Regions from separate parts of the Mus musculus genome. Here region 1 is linked to region 2. The links are chromatin contacts, called in public HiChIP or PLAC-seq maps. All regions are on one chromosome and are shown on one strand. Each heading gives the region's core, a stretch centred on a gene start, on an enhancer-like site or on the middle of the called end of the contact. The rest is flanking DNA. Distances are from core to core; before and after follow the strand shown. Region 1 overlaps Rere (arginine glutamic acid dipeptide (RE) repeats). Region 2 holds the start of Eno1 (enolase 1, alpha non-neuron).

Region 1 (4,721 bases), core at 315-2,814, 110 kb after region 2:
TTATAAATTTTATTTCGGGATAGAGTTTTGTTAAACTGTTCACTTTGATCTTTGCATGCAGTCTAGGCTGTCTTCAAACTTGTGTTCCTGCTCCCTCATGTACTTTTGAGTCATCTGAGTAAGCCATCAAGTCTGTCTGGAAAGAACTGTTTTCAAGTCTAAATGAGCCTTTAAAAATTATTATATACATTTATTTATTTAGAAAATACACATAAACACAGAGAGAGAGAGAGAGAGAGAGAGAGAGGATGATTTGTTTTTTTTCCTTAAAAAAAATGGTTGTAACTCTTTTAGGTCAAAGCTCTGTTCAGTCTAATAACAAGCCTAACCACAGGTAGAAAATGATGGCAGTCAAAAGACAGCTGGTGGGAGTCAATTCTCTCCTTATCCCATGTGTCCCAAGGGATCTACCTTAGGTCATCAGGTTTGGTGGCAAGTGCATTTACCATCATTCCAGCCTCTAAATGAGTTTTTGTCTGTGTGTGTGTGTGTGTGTGTGTGTGTGTGTATGCAGCATGTATATGGAGGCCGGAAGAGAGTGTTGCCTCCCTTGCAGCTGTTGTTGCAGGCTCTTGTGATCTGCCTTGACATAGGTGCTTAGAACCAAATTTAGGTCTTTTAGAAGAGCAGAAATTACTTTAATCAGTGGCCCAGCTCTCTAGCCCCATATGCTTTAGTTTTTTGTGATAGAATTTTACATAGCTCTGGCTGGCTTTGAACTCTTGATTCTTCTGTCTCGATTCTCTTACGTGCTGGGATTGTTGACTTGTGCCATCAGGACTGGCTAAAACAAAGCTATTCAGTTGCATTTATTAGCTGTATCGAATTCCAGTTTATCACTCTTGCTGGGAAGCCTGCCTGTTAAAGCACACTAATATCTGCAGATTCCTGTACAAGCACAGGCAGGGCAGATGAGCAGACTGAGAGGCCGCTTAGGGGCTCCACAGGGAGCTCAGCTGAGTGCCTGTGCCCCTGCCTGTCACCCAGTCCCTGTGGTTAAATTAAATTGTTGTTGGACCTATAACAGGTACAGCCATTTCTTTGGAAAGAAACCGATTAAGAGTTCAAATGATAATCCTATGTGGGGCTGGTGTTACGAGCTCTGGCTGCTCTTCTGAAGGACCCACATGGCAGCTCACAAGTGTCTGAGGCTCCAGTTCCAGTGGACTTGTCACCTTCACACAGACACACATGCAGGCAAGGAATAATAATAATAATAATAATAATAATAATAATAATAATAATAATAATAATAACAACCCAGTAAATTTTGTTTTAAAACGGCCATCCTGTGCATTAGCTTTGGTTATGGGCATTAGCTCACAGCTTCCGGACGCTGTCCAGGTCAGCCCGCTTCTGGTCTTTTCCCACACCGTAAGCACAGGAAGCACATAAGGTAACTGTCCGTTACTCCTCCTCCTCCTCCTCCTCCTCCTCCTCCTCCTCCTCCTCCTCCTCCTCCTCCTCCCTCTCCACACTTCCTCCTCTCTTGGTGAGGGCCTCATGCCCCTTGACCCTTCTCTATTCACTTTTTCTTAGAAGGGGTGAAAAGGGAAGTTGATTGAAGGCTTTTACAGAAAGGAAGTTGAGTAGTCATTATATAATGTCTACAAATAGAAAGCCTTTCATGAAAGGGACATAGAGTAAATATTTTGGGCTTTGCTGGCTCTGTTGTATACATTCCACTTTCCAATTCCACGCTGCCTCTTTGTTTTTCATGAGAGGATTTCTCTGTATAACAGCACTGGGTGTCCTAGAACTCACTTTGTAGTCTAGATTGGCCTCAGACTCATAGAGATGCCTTGCCCCTGCCTCCTGAGTGCTGGGATTAAAGGTGTGTGCCACCACTGCCTAGCCACCTTCCCCTGCCCTCTTTTATTTTTAAAGATTTAATTTATTTTATATGTTTTAGTGTTTTGCCTGGATGTATCTGTACCATGTGCATGCCTGAGGAGATTAGAAGAGGGTAGCAGATTCCCTGGAACTGGTATTAACGATGGTTGTAAGCTACCTTGTGGGGTGCTCAGAATCAAATAGAGGTCCTCTGTAAGAGTTGTAAGTGCTCTTAATGGCTTAGCCATCTCTCAAGCCTCCTTTAACCTTGTCTATGACATACAAAAGTTGACATAAGCAAATAAGTAAATGAACAGACACGAACATTTTCAATAAAAATTTACCTATGAACATTGACATTTGAATTTTCTGTGCCATAAAATATTTTTTCCTTTTTAAATTCACGCTCACAATTATTTGTATATAGAGAAACCATCATAGCCCACCGTCTACTTCTGTACAGCCTATATAAACTATGATGGTTTCTGTATTTACCCAGAAGTGACAACTTCAGCTTATGCATATAAATTGGGTTGCTTTTGTTACCATAAAGAATGAATGTACTTGTTAGTATAATAGATGATTTTTTTTTTTTTTTTATTGTGTGCTGCTCAGGATCAAATACAGGGCCTTTTGACTGCTTGACCCGTGCCCTGCCACTGAGTGTATCTCCAATTAAGAACAGTTTCTGATGGTAACTTTTCGGTTCACAGGTAGAATACTTGGTGGTAACAAGATTAAAACTCGTTTTCCGAGGCTTGGGAAGATTGCTTAGTGGATAAGAGCACTGCCTGCTCGTCTAGGTTCTGTTCCCTGAGCCCACACGATGCTTTACATCATGGTAACTTAAGTTGTATAGGACCTAATGTCTTCTGGCCTTCACAGGCACCAGGCATGAAGTAATCACTCATACATACTACAAAATAAAATAATAAAAGATGAACAAATATAGTTAGTAAAATATAAAGCTACTTTTCTGTGTCAGACTGGCACTTTGGCCGAGGCTTAGAGCAGACTCTTTGGAACAAGTTGAGGAGCCCATTGCAGCTCTGCAGGGTGATTTGCCATCAGCACATCGTTGCCGGGAAGATGGGCTCCAGGCTGGAAACAAAACATGATTCTCTTTCAGGATGTTCTGTTATGTTGGTTTGTGTAGTGTAGTAATAGAAGTCTCCCAGAACTGGAAAGCAGGTTGTCTCAAATTTTTATGTGTTCTCAGAAATAAAGCCTTTTTATTTGAAAGAGCCAAACTGTCCTTTATAGGAAGAGTGACTTTTCTTCCTGGGTTTCATCTTAAACCACAGCCTACTCTTTAGACTTTGTTGGCACCAAGTGCTTCATGGCAGCCGCCTTGCTTTACTTAAGAGTAGGCAGTTACTTTATTTAAATAACGGTTACTTCTGTTGATCCTGGCTATGACAAAAACCAGTTCCTCCAGTATAGTCTGGGTTAATGGAGCTTTAAGTCATTTGGCTATGAAAGTAGTTTAATCAAAGTGAACTCTTATTTAGTAGTATCATGAAACATACTTAATGGAGTGGTGGAGGAGGAGGCAGAAACTGGTTGGTACTTAAAGCTCCCCCAAGCCCCTTTAGATTCACTCTTCCTCAACTTGAAAGCTCACTCACCTCCTTAGGTTGTTTCTGTGCTGTCCTTAGGCGCGAGAACACAGAGTCCGTGTAATTTATGCGGAGCTGCAGGCAGTACCACTGCTGCCTTCTTCTGGGGAAAATCCCTTTCAGGCCCTGAATTGTTCATTCATTGTTATTGCTAACCCAAGGCTAAGGTTGCTAGGTTTTCTTCTTCTGAGTTGTCTTTTTGTAGTTTTATTTGCTGTTCTCCTCCGTTTTGATAATGGATAGCTTAATTTGATCATTAGGATAATTTAATGTAGTGTTTTCAGGATTTGATGGCCCTAAGTGCAGATCAACATTCCTTACTTAGCACCCTGCCTTTTATCTAATGAAAACTCTAGTTGGCTTGTGATAGGTAGGTAAAGGGTCAAAGATGGAAGCCTCTATTGACTGATAATTTGAGTTATTATGCCAGATAGCCTTTTGTTTTGGCATGCAGGGCCAATTTAAATCCTGGTTGTGCGGTTAGGTAGCTGCATCGACCAGAGGTGGTTTAACACCATTGCCTCTTTGTTTGCTCACTGACACATGGATATAATGCGAGTATTCACCTAGAGGAGTATGGTTCTATATGTAAAATTCTTTAAGAATTTATTTATTATTTGTGTGTATATACAAGTGCCTTCTCCATGATTTTATGTGTATTGTGTGTGTGCAGGTGCCAGCATATACTAGAAATGTCAGATCCCTGGAACTTGATATACAGGTTATGTGCTAGCTGCCATATAGGTGGTGGGTGCCAATCCAGGGCCTCTGCAAGAACAGCACATACTTTTAATCAATGAGCCATCTCTCAAGCCCCTATATGTGAAGCTCTTAGATAGCAATATTTTCTTTTTCTTTTTTCTTTTGTTTTGTTGTTGTTTTTTTGTTTTGTTTTTGTTTTACAAGACAGGATTTCTCTGTGTAGCCCTGGCTGTCCTGGAACTCACTCTGTAGACCAGGCTGGCCTCAAACTCAGAGATCCACCTGCCTGTGCCTCCTGAGTGCTGGGATTAAGTCATTTGGCTAGTCATGTGTGCCACCATGCCCGGCTAGCAATATTTTCTTAATGGCTCTCTGTTTTGTCATTACTTCTAATGTCCACCTCTGTCTAAATCTCCCTTCTGTACAGTGTCTGTCATCTTGGTATGACTCAACCAGTGACCTCATTTTAGCTAATTGCATCTGTAACGATCATTTCCAAATAAGTGTTCTAAGGTTCAAGAGAAGACTTGTAGGTCCTCTGGGTTTGAAGGCCCAATTCAACATATG
Region 2 (4,562 bases), core at 223-2,722:
GGTGTGACTGACTGCAGGTGCCTTTGCCCCTGAGCCATCTCGTGGGTTCCAAGATAGGGTTTTGTTTGTCTGTCTTATTTTAAAATATTGTTTGGTTTTGGGTTTGTTTGTTTGGTTTTTTTTGGACAGGGTTTCTCCTTGTAACTTATCTGTTCAGGAACTAGCTCTGTAGATTAAAGGCTCACATTAGCACTGACTGGCTAGCTATCATCACTTTTATTTTTTCTCTTTTCTTCATTTCTTTCTTTTTCTCTTTTCTTTTCTTTTCTTTCTTTCTTTCTTTCTTTCTTTCTTTCTTTCTCTTTCTTTTTTTTTTTTTTTTGACAAGGTCTCATCACTATGCCCCATCTGAATTAGAATTCACTATGTAGACCAGGCAGGCCTTGAACTCAGAAATCCGCCTGCCTCTGCCTACCCACAGCTGTGGTTAAACACCAGCTTTATTTTCTTCATCAGAAGGGTGAAATGGCTCCACCCTGCGCTTCCGGACGTTTGTCACATCATTGTGGAATATTACTAGTCTAGACTTTTGAGAAATGCGTCGGGACGACTTGAGTATGAGTCTCAAGAACTGGTAGGTCAAGAACATCGAGGCCACAAGCAGGGGAAAGAAGTATTAGATCTTTAAACAAAGGAACATTAACATGGATGAAGAATAAATCCACACTGAGCTAGTACACCAGAGAAGTAAGGAAAGTTCTAAAGTAGGGTGGAGTGGCTGGGTGGGTGTAGCACAAAGGTACTGCCTTATTAGCGTGAGCTGGACAGTAGGATTCGGTACCCTCCACACAGTAACAAATGATTAGGTAATATTAAGGGAAAGGTCACTTTCCCTTGGCTACCTCGGCCTGAGACTCACTACAGCAAGGACAAAAGGACGGGGTCACCTTGGCAGATGGCACCAGAGAGCCAGGACCAGCGGCGAGGGCGCTCAGTGCGCAGGCGCAGTATCCATGCATTTCCCCCTCATCCCCCCCACCCCCACCCAATTCCACGCGGGAGTGAGGCCCTCTGGCCGCGCATCAACGTTTCCACACCGCCGGGGGCTCCAGAACCTCCCGGTGGGGGGTTGGCCGGCTGGAGGGCCGAGCCGCGAAGGTCATCAGCAAGGTCGTGGGCCGGACGTGTGGCGCCGCAGCCACGCCGAGTGCGTGTGAGACTCGGAGTACGTGCGGCGGGCTCAAGCCCTCATGCCCGCCGCGCAGCCCAGCCCCGCCCCGCCCCGCATCCGGGCTCCGTAGACCCTCGGCCGGGCCCCAGGTTCCCAGCCGGAGGCTCGCCAGGCATTCCAGCTATGCCCCAAGCAGGCTAGGCCCAGAAAGGCAGGACAACCCCCGCCCCCGTGCCCTCGCCCCTAGTCTGGGCAGGCCGAGCGGCCGCCTCGGTCACGCTCTTCTATTGGAGTGATGGCACGCTGAGCCAATGGGGAGGCGGCGCGGAGGGAGGGCGGGCCCGAAAGGGGAGAACTGGGCGGGGCTTAACGAGCAGGAAAGGAAGACAGAGTGGGAGGCGCTTAGTGCTGCTCCGGTACAGGGTCGCGCTCGCGTCTGTCCTTAAGGCTCTCCTCGGTGTCCACGGCACCCTCTTTCCTTGCTTTGCAGCGATCCTACTGCCAGGTATGGTCCTTGTCTCCACCGGGGTCAGCTCTCCTACTAGCTTCGCTTGGGGACCCGGTGGGCACGTGCACCCACTAGCCTGGGCGGGAGCCGCTATCCGGGGAGCACTCGGGTCAGCCTCGTGGAAGGACGCAGGCTCTTGGAGGGTGGAGGTGTGAGCCCCACCAGTGATCACCGAGTTTCAGGGTTGCAATGTAACCGGGTTCCCAAGCAGACAACAGCAAATGCAGACCACGGATGATCGCGGCCGTGGAGAATAGAAAAGTACTTTCTGTGTAGTTAAGTGGAAGGTTTCAGAGGGAGGGAGAGCAACTTAAACCCCCGATGCTCATTAAATCCTTTCTCAGAATGGAAGGGCCAGAAATAAGGATGCCCAAGAGGCAGAGCGCCACACCCTAGTAGATCCTGCTGGGGCTGTAGCTCCTGGACCGCAATCGAGCGTCACTGGGCGGGAGTGGTCCAGCCCATCTCTGCTGTGGAATATTCCTGACCTGTGAGTGTCGGTTAGGTACTAAGAGTAGAGGAAATTGCAGCAGTCCCGTTGGATAATTGGGAAGCCCTCAGGAGACCTCGACGCAATTAGGCAAGAGCTACAGGTTTCCTGGGTGGCTACTAGCCGGCCGTGAACTGACTTAAGATGCATTTAAGAAAACTTCCTGTTCGTTCTGGCCTAGGCAGTGTGGTTCCTTGGCTGACTCGCTTTCGGGATAGACCACAGCTAGTCTGCTGATTAGCCTGACCGATAGGTCCACTTTTCTGCCCTTGGTCTGGCGTTCAATCCAGATAAAGACAGAGTGGGTGAGATTTTCTTCCTTTGGTTAAATACGTTTGCTGCCTAGCCTAAAGATCCAAGCTAGATAAAAAGGGTGGAGGGAGGGATCAACTCCTACAAGTTGTAAGGTCTTTGCAGAGCAAAGTGTGGCACGTGGGTGCTCCTCCGCCCCCATAAAGGAACCAGCCATGGAGATGCACACATGAAAGTGTAGCGCTAGGGATGCTGAGGCTGGAGGATCACTGAGTTCTGGTCAGTCTGGCATTCATAGAATCGGGCGAGTAAGAGAGAAGACAAAAGAGTATGGTTGAGGAATAGTAAGGTTTTGTAACATGGTAGGTAAAAAGTAGATACTTTATTCTTGGTGAGTGTACAAAGATCCTTTGTCTTAGAGAAGACAAAACCACAGAAGTAACTTCTGTGGAAAAAAAAGCTGCCTTTGCTTCAGTGCTTGCCACAAAAGATGTGAGGAACCTAGTTAGATAATAATAGCCTCTGAATGCTGTATTGTCTTCATGTCTCATCCAGTTTAGCTACAGAATCTATTTGGTTTCTTTCTTGGAAAGCCTGCTGGGGAAGAAGTAAGAAAGGGACTTGCAGTTTGTTGCCAAATATCCTCTTCCTCTCAGGATGTTTTTCTAATTAAACATCTACTTTGAATACCTTTTAAAAGCGAGACAAGGTGCCCTTTTGAAATGTACTAACCAGAAGTCCTAGCTCTTGCCTAAATATGGCGGAGATTGAACCCAGGACCTCCCACGTGCTAGCCAGCATGGCCACCAGGCCAAGAATGGCAGGATCATTGACCACAGGCCAAGGAGTTTGGGGTTCTGGCCTCCTGCCTCACACTTTCTTACTGGTTATCAAATCTGTGTCAGCTGAATATTCTGCTCTTGTCATGGGTGCAATTTGATGAATTAGGGTTTCTCTTTTTCCCACAATTAAACTGCTTTGAAATGTCACATTTCCCTCTGGTCTCCAGGTCAGTTTAACCTCTGACCTTCCTTCACTGTTGCTTCCCACTTCCTTCTCTGTGGAGCCAGAACACTGTTCTATGCAGTCAGAGGATTTAATTTGCCCACAGTACAGGTAGCTTCTGAGGGCTTTCTGTAGGAGTGGTTTATTTCATTGTGCCATGTTGACCTCAAGCTTGGCGGGAAGTCCAAGCCACCGACCTGCTGTGTAAGGAGTAGTCCTCGCTCCCCAAACCCTCACTGATGAGTGACTTTCCTGTATGTTACCTAACGCATAGCCCATTTGGTACCTGTCAAGTCCAGGACCCCTCAGAGGTGATGGCCTTGGAATGAATTAACCTCTGTGTCACTGTTTATTGGTGATATGAATGTTTTTCCTCCTACAGAAATTCGCCATGTCTATTCTCAGGATCCACGCCAGAGAGATCTTTGACTCCCGTGGGAATCCCACTGTTGAGGTCGATCTGTACACCGCAAAAGGTACATGCACCCACTCTGTTTCTTGGTTTCTTCTCACTGAGAATGGGGTCAGGGTGGCAAGGCAGAGTCCCTCTGTCTGATCCTTCCACGCACTGAGATTACAGGCATCTGCCACCATGCCTTGTTTCTTGGTATTTAAGACAGGATGTGGGTTGGGTTCACTGGGACGGGGAAGTAAGGGAGGGCAAGTTCCAAATTCACACCACAGCGTTGTAAAAAAAAAAACTTACATTAAGAAATTGTCTGGGTGTGGTGGCTAAAGCTTTTAATCTCAGCACTTGTGCCTGCTGCAAGGGGGAGAACTTTTTGAGACTAGCCTGGGCTACACAGCAAGGCCTAAATTGCTCTACTAAAAAAAAAAAAAAAAAAACTCAAGCCCAACCTGTGCTAATTTCAGCATCTGCATTCAGAGGTGCGTGTAGTGGGTGCAATAGGAAAGAGACCCGAGGAAGATGTGGCAATGGACCCGAAGAGCTCTGAGGGCCTGCCAGTCTGAGCTGAGTCATTGTGTGACTCAGAATTCAAGCACCAGAGCGCAGCCCTACCTACCCATTGTCCCATCCCCCAGGAAATGAAGGCTCCTCAAATCATCAGGGAGAGCCTGCCTGTGCACTGCCGCCTTTGTCTTTGCTAGGGCTTCTCTGCTGTGACCCGGTGAATACCAAGAATGCTAGGTGGCATCAGGTGTCAGATAACAAGGGATAGCTCCACCTACTGGTG

Evidence for each region. HiChIP or PLAC-seq counts read pairs in DNA pulled down with a chosen protein or histone mark.
Region 1: an H3K4me3 HiChIP or PLAC-seq map of bone marrow-derived macrophages shows a contact between it and region 2, with 2.2 times the contacts expected there. The contact joins the enhancer-like site here to the promoter of Eno1 in region 2. A contact is called at or near these places in 1 of 15 datasets of contacts at CTCF or cohesin (the NIH/3T3 cell line), 5 of 115 datasets of contacts at active chromatin or transcription factors (the SCID.adh cell line, bone marrow-derived macrophages and embryonic stem cells) and 3 of 9 other capture datasets (adipose tissue, liver and pancreatic islet).

What each region holds. Positions count from the first base shown.
Region 1 is chr4:150,348,362-150,353,082 of GRCm38.p6, forward strand. All of the region lies in intron 1 of Rere (arginine glutamic acid dipeptide (RE) repeats), which reads left to right. Among named protein-coding and RNA genes, the nearest start is that of Rere, 69 kb to the left of the region's middle. Within about 2 kb of position 1,565, at least 33 of the 459 cell types and tissues checked have an H3K27ac peak or open chromatin away from gene starts, as enhancers often do. A contact at or near this core is called in bone marrow-derived macrophages, where this site is marked.
Region 2 is chr4:150,235,725-150,240,286 of GRCm38.p6, forward strand. Eno1 (enolase 1, alpha non-neuron) reads left to right here and starts at 1,473. Exons shown (of 12, transcript NM_023119.2): 1 at 1,473-1,616; 2 at 3,749-3,842. The coding sequence starts at 3,758.